Regions from separate parts of the Zea mays genome. Here region 1 is linked to region 2. A link is a contact called in public Hi-C data. All regions are on one chromosome and are shown on one strand. Each heading gives the region's core, a stretch centred on a gene start, on an enhancer-like site or on the middle of the called end of the contact. The rest is flanking DNA. Distances are from core to core; before and after follow the strand shown.

Region 1 (6,348 bases), core at 2,043-4,542, 150 kb before region 2:
TCACAATGTCGCATAAAATATTGCAAAGGTTACTAATCAAATCGACACAAACAAGCATATATATACATGAACATTCAAGTCTGATTGGTTAGTTTTAGCTAGTCCTTTGTGAGGAAGAGCAGTACTTTCTCCATGGCATCTACACAAGTACTGCATATTCGCGAAGTCAAAAAATAATACCCATTCATCATAGTGTTGGTCTTTTTTTCCTCCACCTCCCATCCCCCCACCCCCTACCCCAACACACACATAGACATTTACTTAAGCTCCATATATTACGTACTCAATGTCAGCATACTCTACACATCTTATTGAAGGACTTACTCAACAGGAGCTTCATTTGTGGCACTTGTAGGAACCACAATTCCACTAAGTAAATCTTGTGACTGCCTATCAATGTCTCTGTGATGGCTAGAGGAGGAAGGGGACTGCTGGTAGCTGGCATGAGGCTTTGAGAAATTGCCAAAACTGGACATGTTTGAGCCTTGAAAAGTCCCAGATGATTGTTGTGATATCTGGCTTCCAAATGGACCTGTAAAATCCTATAAGTTGAAATGGCAGCCAAAAGCAATAGGCCGAATCACATATTTCCTAAATGGCTAAATTAAGAAAAAGAAAGACGACAAAGAAAAGAATATGCAGAACTATAAGTGTCTAGCATGTTTATTTAATTTAATTCTGATTCGATATTAGTGTCCAAAAGAGTTCCTGTTGAGTCCAACTACAATCCTAAAAAAGTTGTATATAAATTAAATGTATGCTCGTCCTAAGTGATATACAAGATTATCCCTAAATCTTTAGCATATATTAGAAACCTATCAAATGATTAGTTCTTTATAAACATATGCCAAAAACGAAGAGCCATGAATCAGAATGATTAAAAAACCAACTAGACATGGATAGACACATTCACGCAAACTATATTACGCACAATTGAATTGACTGAGTACCAAGTTCGTTGAATAAAGGGTAGCAGTGTAACTGCACGGATTAATCAATAATACATACCTGAAACTCCAAATTTCATATCAGAACGACCAAAAGTAGGTGCAGGAAATGTTGGATGGCTTGGTTGGGTAGATTGACCAAAAAGAGTATTGGTTGGGACTCCTGGTGTAGTTCTGCATGAGATAGCTCATTGAATTTAATATGGCACGTGCACACAAAAACTGACTGATCAAAATGGATAATAATGTCTGTAGATTATTTTGAAGACCACTAATTTCTGATGGAATCATCAGTTTATTCAAAAAAATAACAGTAAGGTTAATATTGCCCAACCTCCAAGATAATCAAGTGAACATTACCTGGACCCAGGTCCCATATTAGTTGTTACTCCAATTTGACTGAAACTACTAAACACTGGTGGTCCATTATTTTGAGAAACCCCAAATGCTGAGTTATTTTTCACTTCAGGGAAGGAAGCCACAGTTGGAAAGCTTGGAGTTTGTGATACCGATAGACGTGGCGTGTTCAGAAAATTATTAAAGTCCGTCAGCTTTGCATTTTTCAAATTTTTTTCACCCTCTACCTGAAGAAAGGAAACAAATGAATTAGATGTCATTCTTGATAAAATCCATCAAAGATCATTTCTATGATGACTAAACTATACAGTATATAAGAGAAACTAAAGTAAGTACTGTTGTGTTGCTACAAAAGGCGCAGCTCCAATTGAGTTCTGATAAATACAGGTCTTGTTGCTCAAGCAGGTACATTTTGCATGCCTCTACCATTAGAAAACCTAACAGGAATAAGGGACACAAAGGTACGATCACAAACATTTAATAATATCACATGTGGTTTTCATACAGTTTATTATATATCATTTTCCATGGCCCTTGTAGGAATGTTTTATCACATAATTCAATGTGGAAGATCACATACTTGATACTTCCAACTGGAAAAATCCAATCAAATCAAGACTCGATAACGGGAAGAAAGTTGGAAGCGCCAAAGCTTACTATTGACTGCAGAGGATGCCCTTGCCTGCCTTGCTCATACGCGTTAGCTCTCAGCTCTTCAAAGCTAATATCTCCCGTGATGTCACAAGGACCGCTAACACAAACAAAATACAAAAAGATGAGCACAATGCATTGAGGGAGGCAGATGCCACTAGTTGAAGCACGACGAGTTAGTTATTTACCTCCTGAGGTGAGCATAGCACGTAAGCTTCCAGAGTGGAGTTTCATTCTTAAAATCCTCGGCAATCTGTTGCCTGCAGGACTCAGGATCTGTACAGGAGCTGGCAAAAAAACTCACAAAGTTGGTGACTCACATATAGCAAGGAATAATCAAGCAGGATTCAAAAGTACAGCATCCCAGAATCGCAGACTCACGTGTGGGCTGCTGCTGGTGGCTGTGCCGCTTCCTGTTGCTTCGTTGGGGCTGAGGGGTCCCTTACCCATTTATTTTGAAATGGCTGATTCAACAAATCCATCAGTCAAATAAAGGAATGATCGTTACACAAGCTGAATTCCACAAGTGAGAAAGAACCATAAAAAAACAGATTATGTATCCATCAGACAACACAAACCTTTGCCTGGCCAGGAGCGTTTCTGGACTGTGCAGCCGCACTGCCTTGCACTCCAAATCCAAACGGGTTGGGCTTCTGCTGCTGCTGCTGCTGGAACTGCGCACGAAACGAAGACTGCTGCTGTTGCTGCTGCCTACTCCCTAAGCCGAACCCAAACGGGTTGGGCTTCGCCTGCTGCTGCTGCTGAGAGGAGGCGTGCACAAACCTGCAGTGCGATCCGTACTTGCAGCTGCACCATCCAGGACGTGAATGAAAACCACAGAAGGTACGGGCACCCAGAGCGAGCATAACGACTGAACTTAAATAAATGTGCACAGCCGGAGGCAATCGCATGCCGCGGCAACGGAGAGGGGGAGGAGAATACTCCGCACCTGCCGCGCTGGAAGTTCCTGCAGAGCTCCTGCCGCCGGTCCATCGCCGGGAACGGTGAGGAGGACCCGAGCCGTGCGCTGGAGCTCAAGTCCTAGGGTTTCGTCACCGCCTCCAACTGCAACTGCCTGCTCCCTCACGCGGAACTCGCGTCGACGCGACGCACGGCTCGCGACTTGTGAAACTGGAGCGTAAGGGAAGGGGAAGTACCCGGTGTTCTTTCCTCGCGGCGGCCGGCGTGGCGTGGGCGTGGCACGCGACGCGGGCGGACGCCGTCGGAGTCGGGGAGTCCTACGCAGCGTCGGAGTCGGGAGGATCCTCCCTGGGCCTCGTCCTGGGTGAGGTGCAAGCGCTGGGCTAGGTGCCGCAGGCCCGATAAAGATCCGGCCTAGCCCGGGAGCAGGTGGGCCCATCGTATCTTCCTTCCTCCAGTCGCAACTCGCGAGTCCACTGGTCACTTGTGTTAGCGCTGGTGATTCGGCAGCCAGCGAGGCTGATCCGGGACCGGGTGGCTGGCCGGTGGCCACACCAGAGGTCTATTATACCTGGATTCCGCGAGGCCACGGACCACGGTGCGCGCGCTCTTGTCTTGTTCCTGTGCCTGCCACTGCCAGTGCCACCATCTCGCCGTCGGCGTCGGCTCGTCGCCTGAGAGCCGAGGCCACGCAGGCACCCGGGCCGGGGGATGTCGGCGCCGGCGGCACAGGCCGTGGTGGCGCTGGCTCTCGCGGCCATCCTCTCGACCCCGGCGCCCCAGGCGGACACCTTCTCCAACGTCCCGCCCACGCTCTCCGGTGCGTGCAGACACGCACATTCGGCACATGCTTCGCAACCTTTTTCCCTTTTGTGCATGCGTATGTCGTAGTCGTAGCGTCAGCGTGGCTGACGGAGGAGGAGCTGGTGAGCAGGGGGCGACGGGAAGCAAGAGCGGATCAAGCACCCCAGGTCGGCCAAGGCGTTGCAGTGCACGACCAAGTGCGTCGGCACCTGCATCCGCGGCGGCGGCGGCGCGCCCGGCGAGGGGCCCCTCAACGTCAGGAGGTAAAATAATAAAGAAAAACACCAGCCACCGGACCTACACCGGCGGACGAGTACTGCCGGTGCGTTTGACTTGTTCATTCACGTTGGGTTGTTTTCTGGTGTGCGCAGGCCCCTCGTGGTGTTCAAGGACGGCTTCCGCAGCCGGCAGTACTGGTGGGTACTACTACTACCTGCACTACAGCCCCCTCTTCTTTTCACTATAGCAGATGCTACCACTGCTCGTGGGTCACCAAAGTGAGCTCAACTTTCTGATCTGATCAGTTTGTTGTTCAATTAGCCTGATAGAGTGCTCGGACATTTGCAATCGCATCAAGGATGGGCAGGACGGACCCTGAGACGGGCCAGAGGAACAACATGCCCAAGCCCAAAGTTGTTGGAGCAACTGCCATGGCTGCGGTGCAGGCTAGATATGGGATCCGGTTCTTCTGCCAGGCCTCCAGAAGCAGAACTTCAGAGGCGACAAGGGTAATAAGGTACAGTAAACCAGTCAGTAACATATAGGATCCAGAGACATTTGCTAGCAACAAAATCCGAGAAAAGCTGTTAAGAGTGATGCGTAGTGGTCTTGATAACCGTTAATGCGATGAACGTCAGGACCATGATGAACAGATACAATGCATAAATAGCACCATGATGAACTTAAGTTTTTATCTGGGAGTAGGAGTTATGTACAGTTTTTCTTTTAATGAAACTCGACAAGATGTCGAGACGGACGAACCGATTAAGGAATTCCAAAGATATGCATCTGACTTCCAATGACACGGGTCAATCCAGTGACTGCTATCTCAAATCTTGATACTCTCATGGTCGCTGGATATAAACTTACTTTTCCAGACATGATGGTAACTCGAGAGACAGCTCTTACACTGTTGAGCGGTCTATCAGGGCTTTGGACTTCATCACTTCTGTTGGCAGATGGCAGTTAGGCTGTCTGAAAGCATGTAATATATCAGCAGAGGGCAATCACATAAACCTTTTGTTGTGACTGAATTCATATATAACAGGAGATAAACACACTAAAGGCTAGTGCAGTTTACCATTCAGGTTGTCTAGGCAGGGAAGCATCTGAATCTCGGATAGCAGTTAATTTAACGATCCCGCATCTGGCAGGAAGAGGTAGCGAAACCGAGAATCAAATGGAACGACGCCGAAAGTACGGGTGCCCAGGAGACTTTGCCGCCGTTGAGACACGCAGTGATCGACAAACGTAGCTTGCTGCTGGGGTAGGAAATGCGAGATCCAGATTGGGAAGCTGTTGTCGTCGACAAAGCCACGGGCAAAGCAGTGCAGTATCTTAGGGGCCAGAAGCTTCCCTTTCCGACTCACTCCTACCGATGCTCTAATGAAATCACGCTGTGCGTCTTGAAGTTCTTCCCTCACGTTGTTAGCCGTGTAAATCTTCACCTACAGCGATAGTTAGTCATCTGTCAGCTATTAAGGCCCCGTTTCAATCTCACGGGATAAACTTTAGCTTCCTACTAAACTTTAGCTATATGAATTGAAGTGCTAAAGTTTAGTTTCAATTATCACCATTAGCTCTCCTGTTTAGATTACAAATGGCTAAAAGTAGCTAAAAAAAAGCTGCTAAAGTTTATCTCGCGAGATTGAAACAGGGCCTAAATGTTTGCGCTAGGGACAATCATGAAAGCTTTCAAGTAGTCAACTAGTTTGCCAAAAAAAATAGTGCTAATCTAAGTAATCTTGGCGAAGGGAGCCAAAGCAATGCTTTGAGCTTACCCCGGGAGAAGAATACATTCCACAGCTGAGAGCAAACGTCAGAAGTGGCTCAGGTGCCGCAATGCAGAACTTTTTCTGCTCCTCGGGTACCTTAATCTTCTGGAGGGCAAGAAGCAGAGCCTTGAACCAAAGACAGAAATAACATTGAACTGTTTGTGTTGATTAACCTAAGGAAACCGAAATAAGCAGCACTGCCAGCTAAATGTGCAGCAAGGTTTTTCAGTTAAGTGGTGTACCATCTGTGGCCTATGGCTTGGTGGTTTCATCTTCAGAATTACGTATTCAATAAACGCAGCGCTGAATGAGTGGCCCCCAATGGTGTATGCAGCCTAGACAGAAAACAAGTACTGTGGTATGATTCTCCAGAAAGAAAAGCGTGTTACGCAACAAGCATCAAAGAAAAAAAATGAAGATCTTGAACAGCTGGCATGCTATTTACTTAGAGTACCAGCAAACATAGAAACAAATCTAATGTGCAAGAGTTCCTTTAGCAAACCTTTTGCATCAGTGAAAACAGTTTCATGTCACTCCGTGGAACACCATAAGCAAGGTAAGCCTGTAAATGGATGAAGAAATGCTCAACATGTGTTCTCCTACACATCGGGAAAAAAAGAGAGATAGTCCCACTTATTCAGCTACCCTAATAAGAATTAAAGTTTTCGAAACCA
Region 2 (5,744 bases), core at 2,115-4,614:
GATGGTTGAATGAAAATTCTTTAGTTATTGTGCTTTTGGATGAAATAATGATACCTGTTTCAAACAGAAGTATAAATAAATATCGGTTCAGATCTTTCCAAATTTATTTTCACCATATGTCTTTCTTTTTTCCTTGTGCGGAAACATTGAGGGTAGCCTAGTACCAATTTCCTTGGGACTAAAAGACTTTGTTGTTTTTGTTTTTGTTTTTGTTGTTGTTATGGAAACACTTTAGTCTTAATGCTGGTGTCATTTGCATTTGCAGATACAAGGCAGCGGACAAATCTTTTCTTTAGTCAACCACTTTATGGCCAAGTGAGGAGCAATGCAGGGTCTTCATGGGATAACTTGGGAGGCTTAAAATTCATGGAGACGAAACATCCGCCAGTGCATCCAACAAAAACAGCATCCCCTGATGAACTGCATTTCTCAGCCCTCCAGATAACTAGTGCTGCGGCTCACACCGGACATCATCATGATCTCGATGGGTTCATGGCGTTCAAGGGAACCAGCACAAAGGTCCTTAACCAAGGTACTTCGCCTGTCTACAGATCTATTACTGAACCTGAAAAGATCAAACAGGAAACTCTGTCAGCATTTAAAAAAAAACTAAACCATATTGAGCCCTTACAGTTCGTAAAAGAGAAACTGCACAGATGGTCTCTCGCATTGTTGTATTACTCGAATGATTATTCTCCTGTAAGCACTGCATTTTAGATGATTTCCGATGTGGAAGCCACCTGACGCGCATTTTACACCCGTGACAATTTCAGGCGTGGAGGCTTGGGCGGCCGCTTCCAGCTCGAACAACGGAGGCCCAGAAGGTGGGCGTGCTCTCTCTCTTCTGTCAGACGGCTCGTGGGGCTCGAGTTCAGCCGTCATCCAGCAGCCCACATCTCACGCGGACGCCGGTGCATTGCTGCCGCCCCTCGCCACCGTTGCCGTCTCCAACGCCGCCGCCGCCGCCGGGCATCCTCTGGACCCGTCCCCGGGAAGGTTCTGGCCGCAAGACGATCATCCCCCGCTCGTCGACGGACCCGCCACGCAGATTCCGGAGCTGGCGCACCTCCGGATATGGTGAAAGGAAACGCATGTGATGCGGTGACTGGTGACATGCCAGTTCGAGGGCCTGGCTGGGAACACATCTGGTTGGTTAGCCTGCCGCTCTGGCTTGAATTTGCCGGCGACGACAGTCTTTGTTTGTATCTTTTGATCAGAACGGACACAGACATGTTTGCACAATATAATGTGACGAGTCCCTCTTTGGGGTTGAGGAGTGAGGAGATGGAGAACGATAGGAGGCAAAAATATATATATATATATATATATATATATATATATATATATATATATATATATATATATATATATATATATATATATATATATATATATATTTGTTTCGCGCGTTTTCCCGGCAGTATTTAAAATATTTAGGATCAGCTGTGTGCTTCTGCCGAATCACGTTTCAGCGTTGTCGTTATTAGAGCAACTTCAATAGGAGCTCTAAACATATAAACAAATTGAAATATAGGGTCTAAACATTAAAAAGACAGCTTCAACAGGAGCCTTATTTTAATAAAATTCATCTAAACATTTTCGTGTTGGAAGGAAGCCGCCCCTCTCTATCCTCCCGTCAGTCCCCTCTCCATCTTCCTGCTTCAGCACTTGTGATGAAAGAACAAGCTGTTTCTGTGACAATGACAGATAATAATTGTCATGCCATCCACTTATTTGCATGAGAAAATCTCTTCAATGTCATCCAAACTTATATGAATATCTTCAATGCCATCAGAATTTATAGATTCCCTTCAATATCATCAAATTTAAATTTTAATCCCTTTAATGACATTACCGTTAGTTTGGAGCTAACGCCGTTAGTTCAATTTAAAGTCAATCTCTCCAGTGCCACTAAAATCTATACTGGTCCATTCAATACCACTAGAAATTGGTTCGATCTATTTGTGGTTTAAAAAATCCAGAATTAAGAAATATGGATCAAATTTTTAAAATTCCACGATTTTTAAAAACTTCAGTCCATACATATGCTTCGGCAACAGAAAGTAGAATGTTCAGATCATGGACAGACCAAGCTAACTTGAGAGTAGAAAATCATTTCATCCATTTGCATATACTTCAGCAGCAGAAAGTGAGGCAACACAAACTGATGTCTGTACTAAGTTTGGATTGATCCTTTCTTTGTCACGGTCTCTGAATCTCCGATCGAGCTGTTTTTGTGGCGGCGCTAGAGCAACAAGATTAGAAAATGCCGGCCATTGGGCGACTGGGGTGGGGGAACGACAAGCACAATGGATGGCGGCAAATGTAAAATAATAGAAAAGGCCCGGCGGTAGTTGCAACGAAATGAAGGTTTAAGGCTAAACATGGTTGGGAACGGGCCTTTAATTTGGACCCTAAACAAGTTGACTGCGTAGCTAATTTGAAATATAGGGGCGTAATTATAAGGCTAATGGTTGGAGTTGCTCTTACGCCCCGTTTGGATCACTGGAATTGAATTCCATTCTAATAATAGTAATTTAGGCATATATTAATTAAGCTAATTTGGTTTTATGCAAAATATATTTGTATACTATTATTAGCAAGATGTCGGAGATATTTATGTGCTACATTTTTACTATAGGTGAGTGAAACGAAGAATGTCATGTAAGTTATAGATTAGAAACCAATTCTAGTAATGCATAAAATCATTTCCCACCCTCCACCCCATGAATTTGAGATAGGCTTATATCTGAACTCTAGAAAGTGGTGGAATGTCAAATTCCAAACTAAATAAGTTACTTTATTGAGTGAATTCCAATTTCTCTAAAATGAAGGGATCCAAACGCCCCGTTAGAGAAATTTATTCAAGTGAAATTCATGGCTGGTAATGTGGTTTCTTGTGTCGACGGCACCAGGGGATAATAGTCCGGATAGACCTTCGACTACCTTGGAATTTGTACTAAAAACAATCTACTTCTCAGGTTGAAGTCCAAATAATCAGATCTATACAATTTATAACTTAATCTGATGAATCAAAATATCAAATGCATTGTGAGATATTTTGATTATTTTTTTGTTTAGGTGCCGAATTATGGAAATTCTGGAATTATATATTGTACATCCATTCTCGAATATTTATCGTCCGCTAGTTTATTTTTAAACTAAATAACGATAAATAAAAAAACGAAGAGAATATTACATGTCTAATTTTTTTTAATCCTCAGCTATCCAAATCCTGGGTCCGCGCTACTGAACGACACTACGATGCGTGCACGATGGTGGTTGGTACCTGGCCCAAGATTTCGTTTGGCTCTCATGTCTGTTTAGCTGTTGCATGCCAAATTAAGGCAAAGCAGGCAAAGGCGCGAGGCGGCGGGCTGGCCACCCAAAAGCTCGGGGCGCCCATGCTCCGACCATTGCTCCCGCCGCTAGCTCGTCTCCGGCCCCTGCCTATTCATTCGTCTCTCCCAGCAGCTCACCGTCGTGCCTCCTCCATCGGCATCCACCCGGCCGAGAGCACAACGTGTACCGTCTCTCCCCAGCGTGCGCGCGCGCGTGGTCGGAGGCTGCCGTCGCTCGCGTCGGCCGCCCCCGCCGGCCAGCGAGAGCGAGGGACAACGACCGACCGACCGACCAGCTCGAGGTGAATGAACAGCCGCATACCGTTCCTCCAGAAAATGCACCGCTGGATCATCCCTAGCTGCGGCGACACCCGCCAGCCGCGCCCTTCCTCCCGCCATCGAGGTATGCACCATGACCTCAAGGAGCTGGCGTCTGTAAAATGCTCGACGTATGTGATCTGTGCGTTCCCGATCGCGCGCGGCGCACGCGTGCAGATGCGTTCCCGAGGCCGGCGTCGGCGTCGGCGTCGGCGTCGGCGGCCCCGTCCCCTCAGAAGCTGAGGAAGGTGGGGTCGGAGGGGACGCTGGTGCTGTCCGTGCCCAAGGACGTAGAGGAGATCCGGACCATGTCGGCGTACGGCCGCCTCAAGCTCTTCACCTACCACGAGCTCAGGAAGGCCACCGGCAACTTCAACCCGGGGCAGATCGTCGGCGAGGGCGGCTTCGGCGTCGTGTACAGAGGGGTCATCGACGGCTCCGTGCGGAAGGGCTACCCGTCCACCGCGGTCGCCGTCAAGGTGCTCAACCCGCAGGGACTCCAGGGTGACAGGGAGTGGCTGGTATGGTCAGGGCTCTGGCACCGATCCATCCATCTCTGCGCGCGTGCAAGCGTCATGCATGTGTTCCGGCCATCCATCTCCAATCTCACCCCCGACCCGACGACGTGACGTCCATGGACGTGCTTGTGCGTGCGTGCAGACGGAGGTGAGCTACCTCGGACAGTACAGCCACCCGAACCTGGTGGAGCTCATCGGCTACTGCTGCGAGGACGACCACCGGCTGCTGGTGTACGAGTTCATGGCCAAGGGCAGCCTGGAGCACCACCTGTTCCGCCGCTCCTGCAGACTCTCGTGGACGACGCGGGTGGCCATCGCGCTCGACGTCGCCAGGGGCCTCGCCTTCCTCCACGGGCCCGACCGCCCCATCATCTACCGGGACTTCAAGAGCTCCAACATCTTGCTCGACGCGGTTTGTTCGTTTTTATTGCATGCGTTGGCGTACGATCGATCGTCAGTTCACATTCACCCCGGCCTGCCGGTGCCGGTGACCACCAATTATAAAGCACCAGACTCACCACCGTGCCTCTCTCGATCTGCCAGAAATTCAACGCCAAGCTGTCGGACTTCGGGCTCGCCAAGGAAGGGCCGATGGGCGGTGAGACGCACGTGTCCACCAGGGTCATGGGCACCTACGGCTACGCCGCGCCGGAGTACATAGCCACCGGTAGGTATCTCCGATCCTCCACCACCTCCTTCTTCTTCCCAGACGTAGATGAGATCACTGCCTGCCGGCGTCCGGCGCTCGCTGCTGCAACGATAGTATGCAATGCAGGGCACCTGACGGTGATGAGCGACGTGTACGGCTTCGGCGTGGTGCTGCTGGAGATGCTGGTGGGACGGCGCGCGCTGGAGCCGAGCCGGGCGGGAGGCCGCGACGGCAGCCTGGTGGACTGGGCGCGGCCCATCCTTATCCGGCCCAAAAAGTTGGAGCGGATCCTGGACCGGCGGATGGGCGAGGTCTGCTCGGAGATGGGCCTGCAGCGCGTGGCCCGCCTCGCGTACGACTGCCTCAGCCAGAACCCCAAGGTCCGGCCCTCCATGGCCAGGGTCGTCACCACGCTCGAGGCAGTCCTCGCCGCCGGTGCCGGTGCCGCCGACGCCGCGCCGCGGTGAGACCGGAGGTTGATGTAGGTAGTAGGGTCGGCATACGGATTAATTAGGTGCGTACGGGTATATGCTTGGGCGGAGGAGGCATGTTTAATTTGGTGTAATCATTTGATCGAATCGATTATTCATGGAGTTTAAATATATTAAAGTTGTAAAAGAATAGAAAAACAATTCTGCAGCTTTTCTCGGACGCTTTTGTACAGCGCCACCGGCGACCAAGTAGTATAGTAGAGAATGATTTTTTTAGACGATGAAAAGAAGTTACGTTTTAAACCTACTAGGTAGCATGCGTTGCGATGGCTCTGTTGACACCTTTTTAGGGCGTCAATCACTCAACACGAATTAGCGGTGGTGCTCTCTGCACAGAAGCGGATGGTCCGCAGCCTGGCGCGAGGCTAGGTTTTCCTGCCTGACGGCCGGACGGTCCGCGCGTGCGTAGGGGCGGCGGAAGATCGCC

Evidence for each region. Hi-C and Micro-C count contacts between places; a contact is called where the count stands out from the background.
Region 1: a Hi-C map of root tip shows a contact between it and region 2, with 4 times the contacts expected there. The contact joins the promoter of LOC100281505 here to the promoter of LOC100191226 in region 2. A contact is called at or near these places in 8 of 25 Hi-C or Micro-C datasets (bundle sheath, ear, endosperm and 3 more).

Annotation. Positions count from the first base shown.
Region 1 is chr5:60,013,839-60,020,186 of Zm-B73-REFERENCE-NAM-5.0, reverse strand. It overlaps LOC100281505, which reads right to left and starts at 3,292. Exons shown (of 11, transcript NM_001154423.2): 1 at 2,905-3,292; 2 at 2,534-2,762; 3 at 2,337-2,419; 4 at 2,144-2,242; 5 at 1,962-2,055; 6 at 1,308-1,531; 7 at 1,009-1,121; 8 at 325-532. The coding sequence starts at 2,948. LOC100382664 reads right to left here. Exons shown (of 10, transcript NM_001361672.1): 6 at 6,177-6,236; 7 at 5,917-6,009; 8 at 5,681-5,800; 9 at 4,981-5,347; 10 at 4,474-4,874. The coding sequence ends at 5,027. It overlaps LOC100275809, which reads left to right and starts at 3,360. Exons shown (of 3, transcript NM_001403697.1): 1 at 3,360-3,696; 2 at 3,811-3,943; 3 at 4,052-4,968. The coding sequence starts at 3,588. The coding sequence ends at 4,181.
Region 2 is chr5:59,862,473-59,868,216 of Zm-B73-REFERENCE-NAM-5.0, reverse strand. LOC100191226 (putative protein kinase superfamily protein) reads left to right here and starts at 3,364. Exons shown (of 1, transcript NM_001152528.1): 1 at 3,364-5,440. The coding sequence starts at 4,239. The coding sequence ends at 4,838. sbp25 (SBP-transcription factor 25) reads left to right here. Exons shown (of 5, transcript NM_001365656.1): 4 at 266-532; 5 at 774-1,278. The coding sequence ends at 1,081.